Linked DNA regions of Sus scrofa: regions 2, 3 and 4 are each linked to region 1. A link is a contact called in public Hi-C data. All regions are on one chromosome and are shown on one strand. Each heading gives the region's core, a stretch centred on a gene start, on an enhancer-like site or on the middle of the called end of the contact. The rest is flanking DNA. Distances are from core to core; before and after follow the strand shown. Region 1 overlaps DCLK2 (serine/threonine-protein kinase DCLK2). Region 2 has its middle 57 kb from the start of DCLK2. Region 3 holds the start of LOC102165147 (formin-like protein 5). Region 4 has its middle 19 kb from the start of DCLK2.

What was found. A called contact is a pair of places that touch in the nucleus more often than the background predicts.
Region 2: a contact with region 1 is called in a Hi-C map of embryonic fibroblasts, with 2.7 times the contacts expected there. The contact joins two enhancer-like sites. A contact is called at or near these places in 18 of 47 Hi-C or Micro-C datasets (alveolar macrophages, brain, embryonic fibroblasts and 11 more) and 1 of 2 datasets of contacts at active chromatin or transcription factors (skeletal muscle).
Region 3: a contact with region 1 is called in a Hi-C map of embryonic fibroblasts, with 1.7 times the contacts expected there. The contact joins the promoter of LOC102165147 here to the enhancer-like site in region 1. A contact is called at or near these places in 5 of 47 Hi-C or Micro-C datasets (alveolar macrophages, embryonic fibroblasts, epiblast stem cells and 2 more).
Region 4: a contact with region 1 is called in a Hi-C map of embryonic fibroblasts, with 3 times the contacts expected there. The contact joins two enhancer-like sites. A contact is called at or near these places in 3 of 47 Hi-C or Micro-C datasets (embryonic fibroblasts and epiblast stem cells).

What each region holds. Positions count from the first base shown.
Region 1 is chr8:78,711,457-78,714,995 of Sscrofa11.1, forward strand. The region is part of intron 9 of DCLK2 (serine/threonine-protein kinase DCLK2); the gene reads right to left. Among named protein-coding and RNA genes, the nearest start is that of DCLK2, 140 kb to the right of the region's middle. Within about 2 kb of position 1,750, at least 11 of the 83 cell types and tissues checked have an H3K27ac peak or open chromatin away from gene starts, as enhancers often do. A contact at or near this core is called in embryonic fibroblasts, where this site is marked.
Region 2 is chr8:78,910,285-78,913,892 of Sscrofa11.1, forward strand. No RefSeq gene overlaps it. Among named protein-coding and RNA genes, the nearest start is that of DCLK2, 57 kb to the left of the region's middle. Within about 2 kb of position 1,912, at least 9 of the 83 cell types and tissues checked have an H3K27ac peak or open chromatin away from gene starts, as enhancers often do. A contact at or near this core is called in embryonic fibroblasts, where this site is marked.
Region 3 is chr8:78,852,747-78,856,272 of Sscrofa11.1, forward strand. LOC102165147 (formin-like protein 5) reads left to right here and starts at 2,034. Exons shown (of 2, transcript XM_005666833.2): 1 at 2,034-2,052; 2 at 2,140-2,912. The coding sequence starts at 2,034. The coding sequence ends at 2,912. DCLK2 (serine/threonine-protein kinase DCLK2) reads right to left here and starts at 2,163. Exons shown (of 17, transcript XM_021100647.1): 1 at 1,450-2,163. The coding sequence starts at 1,870.
Region 4 is chr8:78,872,653-78,875,837 of Sscrofa11.1, forward strand. No RefSeq gene overlaps it. Among named protein-coding and RNA genes, the nearest start is that of DCLK2, 19 kb to the left of the region's middle. Within about 2 kb of position 1,394, at least 2 of the 83 cell types and tissues checked have an H3K27ac peak or open chromatin away from gene starts, as enhancers often do. A contact at or near this core is called in embryonic fibroblasts, where this site is marked.

The DNA.
Region 1 (3,539 bases), core at 500-2,999:
TCAAGGCTTCATACCAGAAAGAGAACCCATGCCCATTAATGAGCAGGGCGGGAGGTCTTAGACCGGCTTTAGACTAGACTTGGCAGACGTGGGAGAACAGCGGTCTCAGACCCTAACCATTCATGGCTGGGAGGCCACAGGGCTACCTGCTTCCAATCCCACAGGCCTGAGTCACAGAGCAGCAGTGCTAGGCAGCAGGCAGTGCCCTGGTCCCTCCCGAGAGCAGCAGCTGTGCAGCCAACCCCTCATGGCCAAAGAGACAAAGGAAAGCCCCCATAAACTCTCCACATCCATATGCTTGCTTAGGAGGCTTTGAATCATCTGTGCCAACCATGTCCTTAATTACAGTAACAAGCCGGGGTGGATGTACCTTTTGTTTCTGCTTTTAGGAATGCACCTGCTGCACATGGAAGTTCGCAGGTTTGGGGTCCAATCAGAGCTACAGCTGCTGGTCTACACCACAGCCATGGCAACACCAGATCCGAGCCGCCTCTGCAACCTACACCGAAGCTTGTGGCAGTGCTGGATCCTCAACCCACTGAGTGTGGTCAAGGATTGAACCCACATCCTCATAGCTACTATGTCAGGTTCTTAACCCACTGAGCAACAACAGGAACTTCAGGCCTTTGATTTTAAGCCAAATGGGTCTTGCACTACAATCCTCCTCCCTCCTTCCCGTTTCCCTAAAGTTAGAAGAGTCTATAAAGTTCCCTCTATTCAGGGGCTCTATTTGGGATGCTCATTTAGACTGACCTATGTAAAATAATCCCCATCACCAGTATGCCAAGAACTCTCAAAACGGAGTTAAAACAGGAGTCTTCCCCATAGAGAGACGACACCTCCCCAAAGTCATCTTTTTTTTCTTTCTTTTTTGCTTTTTTTTTAGGGCCACAACTACAGCATATGGAGGTTCCCAGGCCAGGGGTCTAATCGGAGCTACGGCTGCTGGCCTACACCACAGCCACAGCAACACAGGATCCAAGCCACATCTGCAAACTACACCACAGCTCATGGCAATGATGGATCCTTGACCCACTGAGCAAGGCCAGGGATCAAACCTGCAGCCTTATGGTTCCTAGTCAGATTCGTTTCTGCTGTGCCACGATGGGAACTCCCCAAAGTCATCTTTTCATTGAAACACACAACAGAGAGCCTTCTGGGCTACACACTGTGGAAGTTCAACCAGGGCAGTGCTACATTTCAAATGTTAGATGTGTATCGCAGCATTTTCTCCACCATTATTCACTATCTTGGCTTAGTGTATGCTACTCAACCATGGCTCGCATTCCACGTACACAGTGAAGGGTTTTGTTGGGACAAGGGAGCTATTAGCCTTTGTTTCCCAACATGCGATGATGCCGGGTAAAAATGCCTTTGAAGGAAAAAGTCACCTTTTAAACTAAACCATCCTCAGAAGCAAAACGGAACAGGGCCCCGAAACCTTTATGAACAGCATCTTCCTATTTCTTAAGCAACACATATGTCAGCTTTGTTTCTCACATGTAAAAATGCTCTAGATGACGTGTTCCAGGAAAACATTTCTCGATGCGGATGTGAACATCGCTTTTGTCTTGAACTGCACTGAACTTACATTATTCAGTCATTTACCATTATTTATGTTAAGTGATTCATGATTCTAACTCCAGATAATTTACATATGAATCATTTCATGGCTGTGTGCCCTAGTTTTGTGAGAGAGGAGAAAACGGCTGGCCGACTTGGCAAAGGATACTGCCTTCTCCTTGGCCATGGTGGTTTTTAGCAGAGAAGAGAGAGACAGCCAGCCAGGGCCAGAGAGAAATGGATTAGGGGATGAATAAACAACTCTCCCAAAGCAGACGAATCATCTTGTCTCCAGGCCTTCCCTCCTGTGTCCTCTGTCCCATGGAAGAAACCTGGCTGCACAGAGCAGAGGGGAGCTCCTCGCCCACCCTCCTTCCCACCCCCTCTGGCACAGCCAACCACCAGTCCCCTACATCTGGCTTCTTAACAGCCTGAATACACCATCCCCTCTGCTCTATCCCTTTGGCCAATCTCCCATCTAGACCTCCAGGTGTTTGCACAGGCAATTTGCTTTGCCTTAGAACTTGCCTTCCCCTCTTCTTGGTGAACTTCTACTTATTCCCCAGGATCTCATGAAATCTCACCTCCTCGTGGTAGCCTCCCCGGCTCAACCATGGCTGGATTAGGAACCCCTCCCCTTTATTCTCATTGCCCCCTGAGCGTGCTCCAACCGTGGCTGTCACCCTGCCGTGGTGGAGGTTTCCGTTGACCTCGCTCTCCAGCAACTAGCACAGTTTGTTCTGAAGTGCTTGAGTAAGTGGAGGCATAAACACACTGTGCTCTCGGTCAACAGTGGCTTTACAGCTGGTACCTCTATTGCGGAGTGAATACTGCTGAGGATAATACAGTGAGGGAGAGAAGCTCTTCAGAGCACTCTATGTGATTTCTGTGGTGGACAAATGCAGCAGGTTGAATAATAGCCACACAACATTAGCAAGTCATAATGCCTAGAACTTGTAAATATTACTGTACTTGGAAAAAATATCTTTGGAGATGTGATTAAAGATTCTGCAATGAAGAGATAACTGTGGGATTTCCTCTCGTGGCTCAATGGTTAACAAAACTGACTAGCATCCATGAGGACTTGGGTTCGATTCCCGACCTTGCTCAGTGGGTTAAGGATCCAGCATTGCCGTGAGTTTCGGTGTTGGTCACAGACACAGCTTGGATCTGGTATTGCTGTGGCTGTGCTGTAGGCCAGTGGCTGGAACCTCCATATGCCACAGGTGCAGACCTAAAAGAACAAAACAAAACAAACAAAAAAAAAAAAAAAAAAAAGAGAGAGAGAGAGAAAAAGAGATAACTGTGGATTATCTGCATGCCATCACAAGTGTTTTTATGAGACCCAAGCGGGGGAGGGGGGGTGGGATTTCACACACAGAAGAGGAAAAATAAACATACAGAGGAGAAGGAGAAGTGAAGATGGAGCAAAGCTTGCAGTGATGTGGCTACAAGCCAAGGAACACTCAGCCACCAGAAGCTCTTTAGAGTCAAAGGACAGATTCTCCCCAAAACCCTATAGGTCAGCATGGATTTGGGACTTTTACTCCCAGAACTGTGAGAAAATAAGTTTCTGTTGTAAGCCATCAAATTTGTGGTAATTTACTCCAACAGCCTGAGGAAACTAAGACCATATGCATTTGGATTTCTGTCCTGCCTGGACCCAGAACAAGGGGATAATGAACGCAGAATGACAGGAAGAGAAGGAAGGGCCACTTCCAAGCTCAGGGCTTCCTAACTGATGGGAATTTGAGAAATACTCAGGATAAATATCAGAGTATGAAACATGGAAGACTCTTTTTTTAAAGGGATCATAATTTTTTAAAAATTCTGTTGGAGTATAGTTGACTTAGAATGTTGTGTTAGTTTCAGGGGTACAGCAAAGTGAATCAATTATACATATACTTATATTCATTCCTTTCAGATTCTTCCCCAGGTAGTTATTATAGAGGACTGACTAGATTTCCCTGTGCTAT
Region 2 (3,608 bases), core at 662-3,161, 200 kb after region 1:
CACTGTGGCTTAGTGGTAATGAACCTGTCTAGTATCCATGAGGACACGGGTTTGATCACTGGTCTTGCTTAGTGGATTAAGGGTCCAATGTTGCCATGAGCTGTGGTGTAGGTCCCAGATGAAGCTCAGATCCTGTGTTGTTACGACTGTGGTATAGGGTGGTGACTGCAGCTCCAATTCAACCCCTAGGCTGGGAACTTCCATATGCTTCGGGTGTAGCCCTAAAAAAAAGACAAAACAAAAACAAAAAACAAAAAACAAAAAAAAAAGAAAGAAAAAATATAATGGTCACCATTTATTGAACATTTACGATATACCAGCAATTGTTCTAAGCATTTTTCAGGGATGGTAGTGCTTTTATTACCTCCATTTTTATACATGAAGAAACTGAAGTACAGTAAAGTTCAGTATCATGTCAAGATAAGATCCTCAACCTATGGGCATATGTTTCCCATCCCATTTCACAAGCCTGGGGAGCTGTATCAATTATGCTGATACCAAAGTCACATAAGCTAAGACTGGGCTTGAATACCGCACTTAAAAAGCACCCCTACTTAAGGCTGCTGTCAATAAATTTTGACATTTTCACCCTGTGAGGTGGAGGCCTTTGTAAAACCTAACTTTATGGCTTATCAACAAGGCAACCAAACCTAAAGAAATTGTTCAACAAGGGGCTTTTGGAGTCAAACACCAGAGATTTATGTTATACCTGGGATAGTCTCTCTGTGTGTGTGTATTAAAATCAGATTGTAGATTCTAGAATTCTAAGAATTATTTTTTTTCTTTTTTCTTTCTTTCTTTTTTTTTTTTTTTTTTTTTTTTTTTTTGGTCTTTTTAGGGCAGCACCTGCAACATATGGAAGTTCCCAGGCTAGGGGTCAAATTGGAGCTATGGTTGCCAGCCTAAACCACAGCCACAGCAATGTGGGATCCAAGCCATGTCTATGACCTACACCACAGCTCACAGCAATGCTGGATCCTTAACCCACTGAGTGAGGCCAGGGATCAAACTCATATCCCCATGGATCCCAGTCGGTTTTGTTACCGTTGAGCCATGATGGGAACTCCCCTAAGAATTATTTCTAATTTTGTTTGTGATATAAACATGAATGGGTATCAGCAGCAGATGAACTCACAGAACGTTCTCATTTCAGTAAAGTGATGAAAGGAAATGTGCTTCTCGGGCAACTGTAGAAATGACTTCACCCTACTCAAGAAAGAACATGTACAACCCATGACACTTTCTCAAAAAAGAAAAGCTTTCAAATATTTGCTTGGTTTGTAAAATTTTTTCCTTCCCTTCAAAGGCTGCCATTTTGTCACTTACTCTTCAAAGAACCTCTATGGGATTGAACTTCTGAGAGAAGGGCATCCTTCCTCATCGCCAGATATTATTGGTTTCGGAGTCAAAGATGCTACGTTATGATGAGCTAAGCCTGTTTCTTATTAGCGCTGTCCTCCTGATGGGTTACAGCAGTGCTAAGACACCAAATGTGAGAGGGCATTCACTTCTCCATTGCTTACTGCTTAGAATCTGTGTCATCTGTAGACCAGAAGGCCAATAAAGAAATCACTGCCATTTTCAGCTGGGTCAAGAAGTTCTACGACCACCTCTACAGTCTTGCCTTTTATGCTGCATTGATCCAGTGCCTCTGTGGTCACCATTATCCTTTTGTAAGGATAATCCCACGCCCTTAATTGGTCCACTGTGTAAAGAGCTCTGCAGTCTTCTGTTGAGTTTGTATGTCCTCAGACGTGTCTGTGAGTTGGGAGATGTACTTTACATACCAATGCCCTGATTTTTTTTTTTTTTTTTCCACTGTAGGGGAAGTTAGATTGTGCTTTACTATACTGGCTGGAATGTCTGACATTTTATAACTGCCCTGACTCATCTTTCCCAGATGACTAAATAGATAACTGAGTTTTTCACACAGTCTCTGCTTACACTGGGCGTGCCTAAGGAATTTAAATAACACTGTGCATGAGTTATCTGCTCTGAAACATGCCTTGTGTGGGAAAATTGCATTGTTTCTCTGTGCCTTTGAGGGTTCAATAGTAATTGACTAGGTGATTTCTAAAAGGGGGCCTTCACACTACCTTAACTATCTGACATTATGGATATCAAAGAAATTGTTTCCATGAGAGTGTTAGGTAGAGTCTGTAGCCTGAAATTGAGTCTGACCATGAAATAAATGGTAACCCATGTAGATTATTTATTCCATATTTACTAGGCACCCATTATGTGGCAGGCTATTTGATATACATCATCAATGCATTTATTTTAGGTTATAACAGACTTAGGCATCTTGATTATTGCAGGAAAGGACTTTATTGGGCTTTGGTACACACCTGATTAAAAAAAATAAAGATGTAAAACACTGCTCCTTCATCTCAGACCTGTGCAATAAAATCATATCTCTGAGCCAGTTATGTCAGATACTTTTGTTTCTCATAATTCTCTGTATTTTATCCCTGTTCAATCATCTTCAAGCACATGGTCACATACAAGAGAGCACAGATTCTTTTTTTTTTTTTAATTATTATTATTATTATTTTGTCTTTTGTTGTTGTTGTTGTTGCTATTTCTTGGGCCACTCCCGCGGCATATGGAGGTTCCCAGGCTAGGGGTCCAATCGGAGCTGTAACCACCGGCCTACGCCAGAGCCACAGCAACGCGGGATCCGAGCCGCGTCTGCAACCTACACCACAGCTCACGGCAACGCCGGATCGTTTAACCCACTGAGCAAGGGCAGGGACCGAACCCACAACCTCATGGTTCCTAGTCGGATTCGTTAACCACTGCGCCACGACGGGAACTCCAGAGCACAGATTCTTAATGAAGGCTTGAATTGAACTGACTAGGTCTTTCTCATTCAGCATGTCCCCACAGGTTCCCTCACAGGATTCAGCATGATTATCCCAGGGCTTGAATTCTACTTCTCCCTCCGAACCTGGGCTGATCACTTAGCTTCCTAAGCCTCCGTTTCCTCATCTACCAAACGGTTAAACTAATACCACCACAGGGAATGCTCATACCTTGGCAGGAATTCTTTACAGTACTAGGCAATCTTTTAACTGAGCTGTAACGGATGAGTAGACTTTCCCTAGGCAAAGAAAAAAGAATGTTTCAGTTAGAGGAAATGTCACTTGTTATGAGCCCAGAGTAATATTTATTAGTTAAAACTACACTTTGGAGTTCCCGCTGTAGCACAGTCGGTTAAGGGTCCGGCATCGTGCCTGAAGTGGCACAGGTTCCAGCCCCAGCCAGCACAGTGGGTTAAGGATATGGCATTGCTGTGGCTGTGGCATAGGCTGGCAACTGTGGCTTGGATTTGATCCCTGGCCCAGGAACTTCCATTTGCCACAGGTGTGGCCAACCCCCGCCCCCAACAAACTAAAAAGGGCAAAAAACCCCTACATTTTTAGTTTATCTAGTCTGGATTATGTGCACACCAGGGGTTTGTATGCTGCCGTTTAATCATGAGGCTCTACTCTAGAGATGGCAACTGCAAGGGCTTCAGATATTTTTTGCCTTTTTTTCCTCCTTTTTATGGCCACACCTGTGGCATATGGAAGTGGAAGTTTCCAGGCCAGGGGTCAAATCAGAAC
Region 3 (3,526 bases), core at 784-3,283, 140 kb after region 1:
CTGGTTGTCATCACCTCCTCAGGAAGTGTTTAAAACCAAAACTCTCAAGTGAGCAAGACAATTTGTGAAGTCTCACTCACACACACACACACACACACACACACACACACAAGCGCACAACCATTTTGGCTAGGTCTTCATCTAGCATGGACAGGGGAAACTTTTGGTAACAGTGACTAAACAGAAACTCAGCCACTTTCGGGACTCCACAGTGTGGTTACGTCTCTGTCTTAAAAGTGAATTGTGGAGGAAAGGGCATATGCTGCAGGTCCTGTGGGACACAGCATGTTGCTTAAGTTTTCTAATGTGTAAAATGGACCTAAAGCCTTCAGAATATATGAACAGGATGAACTAATGTAAGAAAATACTTGGCTGCAAGTTGTTTCTTTTCCCTACCAAGCCAGTGCTGTTATGACTACCTGGAACACACCATCTGCATTACAAAGGATGCATGAGAGCAGACAATATGTAAAAACAAAATCAGCACATACTTGGGCTCTAATTCTTACGGGTGGCATTCAGATCTGGATATAGATCCTTTACTACTAACAACGCTTTCTCTCTGACGGGAAAGAAGAATTCAAGGATGACACATCATCCAGCCAAGCAATCCCTCTGAGTGAAGCATGGTTGCCACTATAGTTGCCCTCTAGTTTATAAGAGGCCCCAACTAGCTACTATCAGTAGGGGAGCAAGCAGGAGAGACTGACCTTGGTTCACCTCATCATCAACCAAATTCAGCACAGTGGTTCTCAATCTTTGTGGTACATTCAAATCACCTGAGGAGCTTTTAAAACTCTAGATGCCCAAAGGCCACACCCCAAGCCAATGACATCCAAATGCCTGGGCGTCTGGCCCAGGCACCCAGATGTCTTAAAGTCCCCAGTGATCCAAGATGCAACCAAAGTTGAGAACTGGTTTTAGGAACAGCCCTCTGGACCTCATGGAACTTCTGCTGCAAGCCAAACCAGGAAAGCCAAACTAGGGTATTCTACAACCACAGTTTCTTAGTAGAGACGGTCAGCAGGGTCCTGAAACACCACAGGTGCCTGCACTGAGGTCCACACAGAGGGCTGAACAGACAGCTTATTAGAGGGTTACCCAGATCCTTACACAAGAGCCACTGTCACAAAGAGTTTGCACTTCAAAAAAAAAAAAAAAAAAAAGCACAAAAACAAGTTCACCAATCTAAAGAGATGAAAGAGATGTCATCAAAGCCCTTTAAGATTTTTTTTTTTCCTTTCTTTCTTTCTTTTAAAGGCACATCTTTTGGGAAGGACCGCCTGGGTATGTGCGGAAGCGAGCCCCACACCTACAGCCTGCAGGAAAGCAGACATTAGCACACAATTCCCGCGGCCTCTTAGAATCCCCACAGGCTCCCCAGCCTGGGCGGGCGGGTGCACCTGCCGGTCGCCGCCGCACCTGCCGCTCCCGGCCCTCCCCTCCTACCTTCCAGCAGCTCGTCCAGGCTGGTGACCTTCCGGCTGCCGTCGATGGTGTAGATAGTGCGGACTCCCTGGGGCAGGTTCACGTTGTCCGACAGGGAACGGGTGAGCTCCATGAGCAGCGCATCGAAGGACCGGAAGCGGTCGCTCGAGATGGCAAACACCAGGCCCTTGAAGTAGCGGTCCCCATTCCGGTAGAAGCGCGCCTTCTTGGCCTTCTTCTCGGAGCTCAGGGCCTGCAGGGTCCGCGTGCGGTAGAAGCTGCAGTGGGCACTGTGCGCCGGGCTGGGAATGAGCCCGTTCCCCTTGGGGCCCGAGCTGCTGCTGCCCCCGGAGGAGCTGGGCGCCCCTCTCCGCGATCCCGGCCGGGGCCTTTTGTCCCGTTCCTCAAAGTGCTCCAGTTCAATACTCCTGGTGCTGGCCATCGTGGCTGCTCCGAGGCCGCCACACCAAACACGTCCCAGTCAAATCCGCCAGGTAGCCCGGTGTCAAGGTGAGAACCGGTTCAGGAACGTCAGGCTGCAAGGGGCCTTAGAGCGCCGGGACACCTGGCTCTGGCATCCCGCCCTCTCCTTGCAGGTGGAGCGGATGAGGCGCCGGCCTGCCCGCGCCCCCCCCTAAAAGTGGCCGCAGCGCCGAGCCGCCCAGCTCATTGTCCGGCGCGCCCCGCTCGATCCCTCCACGCCCCCCCTAGCGCCTCCTCCTCCTCCCGGCCACGCCTCACCACTCCCGCCCCGGAGCCGGCCGGCCGCCGCCGCCAAGTTGGGCAACCCGAGGCTCGCCCCGGGCCAGCCGCCGCCGCACACAAAGCTCGGGCGCCCACCGCTGCTCGCGTCCGCCTGCGACTCCCGGGAGAGCCCGGGGGAAGGAAGGGAAGGAGGGGCTGAGGAGGCGCCGCGGGCCCGCGGGGGCGTCGGCCCGGCCCCCGCCCGCCCAAGCGCCCGGCGGGAGGCCCGGGATGCTGCGCCGCCGCCGCCGCCGCCGCCTCGCTGGCCCCCTGGCCCTGCCCGAGGGGCGCGTCCCTCCCACAGACCGGCCCTAGCGGGGAATCACGCAGCCCGCCGCCCCTGCCGCCGGCCGGCCCAGCCCGCCCGCGAGCATCGGTGCCCGGGCCCGACCACGCAGCCTGCCGGGCCGGCTGTCAGGGCTGGAGGAGGCTTCCTGCCCCCTCCCCCGCCCCAGGGCTGCCAAACCCCGGAGGGCGGAGGTGAGCGGGGAGGAGGGGGCCGGACGGGTCTGCGCGGAGGCTCTGCAGCGGGAGAGGAGCGGCTCCTCCTGGGTCCTAGGCTGCCCCGCCCGCCTGACAGCCACAAACCCGCGCTGCGCACTGATGGGCGCAGCCGCGGCCCGCGCTTCTCCGCCTGGGAAGCGGAACCGCGCAGGCCAAAAACTACAAAGGAAGGAGATTCAAGGGCAGGGACTTCATCCCTCAGCCAGCCGCCAAACGAGGAGCCAAGGCCGGCCTAGGGCAGGAATCCGAACCACGGCATTGAATCGAGGCACGCAATTTCTTGTAAAAAAAAAAATCTGGAGCGTTATGTAAAAATGCTTTGATAGAGTAATTTCCATGGCAGATTCGCTAGCATAGTACATTCAGTAACTTTGAATGATCAGAAGTTATTGGTTTTTGAGGAATTTATTTAATCCACAAATGTTTATTAAAGCATTCAGTGTGCCGGGCTCTGTGTCCATCACTGGGGAGGCCGTAGTAAAGGAAACAGGCAATCCCTGCCCCCACCCCCTCGCATTCAAGTGATGTTTATTGCAGTCAATTTGAGCTTCTTATTAAGTAATAGGTCTGGCATTTGTAAGCACCCATCATACTGGAAATCTTGGTTTAATAGTGCCTGGTCAACAGTAAAAGCCTATTTTCCTAAGGCTTTGCAATATATTAGTTACTTCCATTTTTGCCATCAGGGAAAGATTAAAAGAAGTTTGGTTCTAATCTGACAGGTGGCTAAGGTGCCCTGAAACCTTTGGTTATTCAGCACCTGGATCTCTGAGTCACCCTAGACAGCAAACTAAACTGACCTGTAAGGTAAGAACATGGATGATTTTGGGGGAATAAACTGAGTCCTGGA
Region 4 (3,185 bases), core at 144-2,643, 160 kb after region 1:
TAGGGGAAGAGAGTGAAAAGTAATCTTGACAAATGCTGTTCAGGTGTGGTATTGGTCAGAACAAAGAAGATAGAGGTTGACTGACCACAAGGCTGTGTTCTTATGATCTTCTCAACATTGCTGCTATCCTGTTCTAAATAAAGAGCCATTGCCCAGAAGTTCCCTTTTGAGATTCCAATTTTCAAAAGCCTTCTCTGTTTGCAGCCTTCAGTTTCTAAAATAAAATAGGAAGACTTCTCCTTGGAGGAAACGTTTAGCAATAGCAGCCACGAAAGTCTGAAAGGGAAACTCATTGTCCAGCAAAAGAAAGGAGACACATCTAGATTCCTAGCTTTTAAATTTTATTTGACTTCCTGAGCTTTCTAAAAGTTCCTTAGATAAACAGAAAAGGGAAATGAGACAATCAAGAATGTTTCAGTTTGTATTTGAAATAAGTGAACAAACAATCGTCACAAGGATGTTCACAAACATCCTTTAGGCTTAATTAAAAAAAAAAAAAAAAAAAAAAGAATAGGGAGTTCCCATCGTGGCACAGCGGAAACAAATCTGCCTAGGAACCATGAGGTTGCTGGTTCCATCCATGGCCTCACTCAGTGGGTTAAGGCTCCGACTGTGCCATGAGCTATGGTATAGGTCGCAGATAGAGCTCAGATCTGGCATTGCTGTGGCTGTGGTGTAGGCCAGCAGCTATAGCTCCAATGAGAACCCTAGCCTGGAAACCTCCATATGCTGAGGGTGTGGTCCTAAAAAGACAAAAAGACAAAAAAAAAAAAAAAAAAAAGAGGAAGAATAAAAGAAAAAAGCCATTACAGTTCTTTTTTGTGTGTGACATCCCCAATGTGTTTATTCATTGATTCATTCTTTTATTTACTAAATTTTGTTGAGCATCTACTATGTGTCAGATGTTATACTAGGTGCTAAGTTGAAAATGTGACTTGACTAGTAATTCCACAGTGATCATTCAATGTGATAAACTCAGTCTTCCTTCTGTGTCGTGGCTGTTGTGGGCTGGCTAATTCGTTTTTATTTAATCATTCTTCTAGTGTGTATTCCTCTACTGCAGAGCTCAGAATGTTGAAAATTTCATTCCCCATGCTAGGTTCCTCCAATTGCGTACACTTGCATGAGATTTGGGAGGTAGAAGTAAAGTGAGGTGTTTTTCTTGATGTTTGCCTTATTCTGCTGGCAAACAAGGTCATGAAATGTGGAGTTTTCTCCTAGTGATGCTACCATGTGCATCATCCAGCTTTCTATGTCTTGAGAGGAATTAGCTCTGGAGAGGAAGCTGAATGAGATTCTCCATTCCCACTTCCTAACTTCTCCACTACTGTTATGACCATATGTTCTTGAGCTCAGTTGTTCAGACAGTAGCCTCAGAGGAGCAGCTTCCCAGTGAGTCATTTCTAAGGAATGGTTTTACGATTCATTTCTAGAGACCAAGCTCTGCCAGGCATTTTATTAGCACCTAATCCCATGTACTTTTCAGTTTGAAACATGAAGAGCACTTTCTGTTTCCTGATTGAATCACACCCAACACACCTTCCAATGTTATTTAGGGATATAGTAGTAGTAGTAGAACTCTTAGAGATTCGGCATTTGGGGATATTTTTGTTATAATGGATCCCTATGTATTTAGTTTCTTTTTTCTTATCAAATATAGCAATGACAGTTAGAACATGCATGCATTAGGGGGTTCATTGGAATTGACAATGTATTGTAGAAGCACAGGCTCCAAGTCAGACAATCTGAGGTTCCTCAAGAAAAGATGAGCTTCTTAAAAGCTGAAATTTTGGTTTGCTGTGGATTCCCCTGGTTCTAAAAGTGCCTGGCACACAACAGACCCTTATAATAAATTTCCTTTGAACAGATTCTTTGACTCCTCCTCTAACACGTATTGGCTGAATTGCATGGCCCCCTGGGAAGGCAGATTGCGCCAGTGCAGGTACTGTACTTTCCCAAGAGCAGAACATCTGTGGATCCAGGCAGGTTAGGCCTGGGTGCCAGCGCTGCTGTAGACCCTGCCATTATGGGTGTAATGGAGATTGTGGCTAAGCCTGGTCCTCCCTCAGGAGGATTCTGGAAAAGCTCTAGGAGTTTGGAAATGTGTGGCAGTGGCTGGGGACTCTTCATGGAGCAGGCAAACGGAGCCAAGCAAACCTGGGGGTGTGCGTATCCTGGGCCTAACCTACCCATTTACATTTCTATGTGGGGCATGAGTCATCAGATATACAGTTCTTCTGCCAGCCTAACCCAGGAAAAATGCAACATTTTCATTCTTTGGTGAGAGGAGAGTTTCTGGATCTGCTGCTGATCACCTGATTGCCATTGGCCAGACGCAAATGTTATGCCGAAGAGACAAAATTTTGTTTCCTCAATGGAAATAGCTTCTCAGCATGATGTAGAGCAAGGATTAGGAGTATAACACGTAACTGGATCCCTTCCTAGCCTCAGAGCTTGGGCAAGTATCAGACTTCTCTGAGTTTTAGTTCCCTACATGCTGAAGGAGCAAAGTGAAGGGGCAGAGCGATCTGCCTTCCCAGTGGGCCATGTAATCCAGCCAATACGTGTTAGAGGAGGAGTCAAACAAATCCTTTCAAAGGAAATTTATTATAACGGTCTGTTGTGTGCCAGGCACTTTTAGAACCAGGGGAATCCATGGTGAACCAAAGTTACCAGGTCATGGTGAAGATCAGATTTAGTTATGCAAAAAGCATGGGTATTCTCCTGACTTCTCCAGCTTAAAAATGAACCCAGTGATGTGTGCCATCCCTGATACCCAGACCCTTGAATCACTCCTGAACCTCATCTCATGGCTCTGTGCTGTGCGTTGTTCATGTAAGATATTTACACATTATTCAGTGGGCACCTAATATTGCAGAATATTGCAGCAGAGACTGTGTGGGATCAAAGATGAGATGGAGCCGCTAAGGGGCTGATACCCTGGGCCTCCATCCATGTCCCAATGTCCTAGGAGGGGGCAGGGAGACTGACCTTGGAGATAATGGTCCATAAACATCATCACCACCCACAGCAGACCATGGTATTCTGTTTTTTCTACAGGTTTTTCTTTTGGGGGGAGGCAAAAGCTGTATTCCTTGAGTCCACTTAAAAATCCTTTTTACAAATAAGGCCTCAAGGATAGAGGTTTTCTTTCAAAGTAGTAATTGGTGGCAGCTCATTAACTC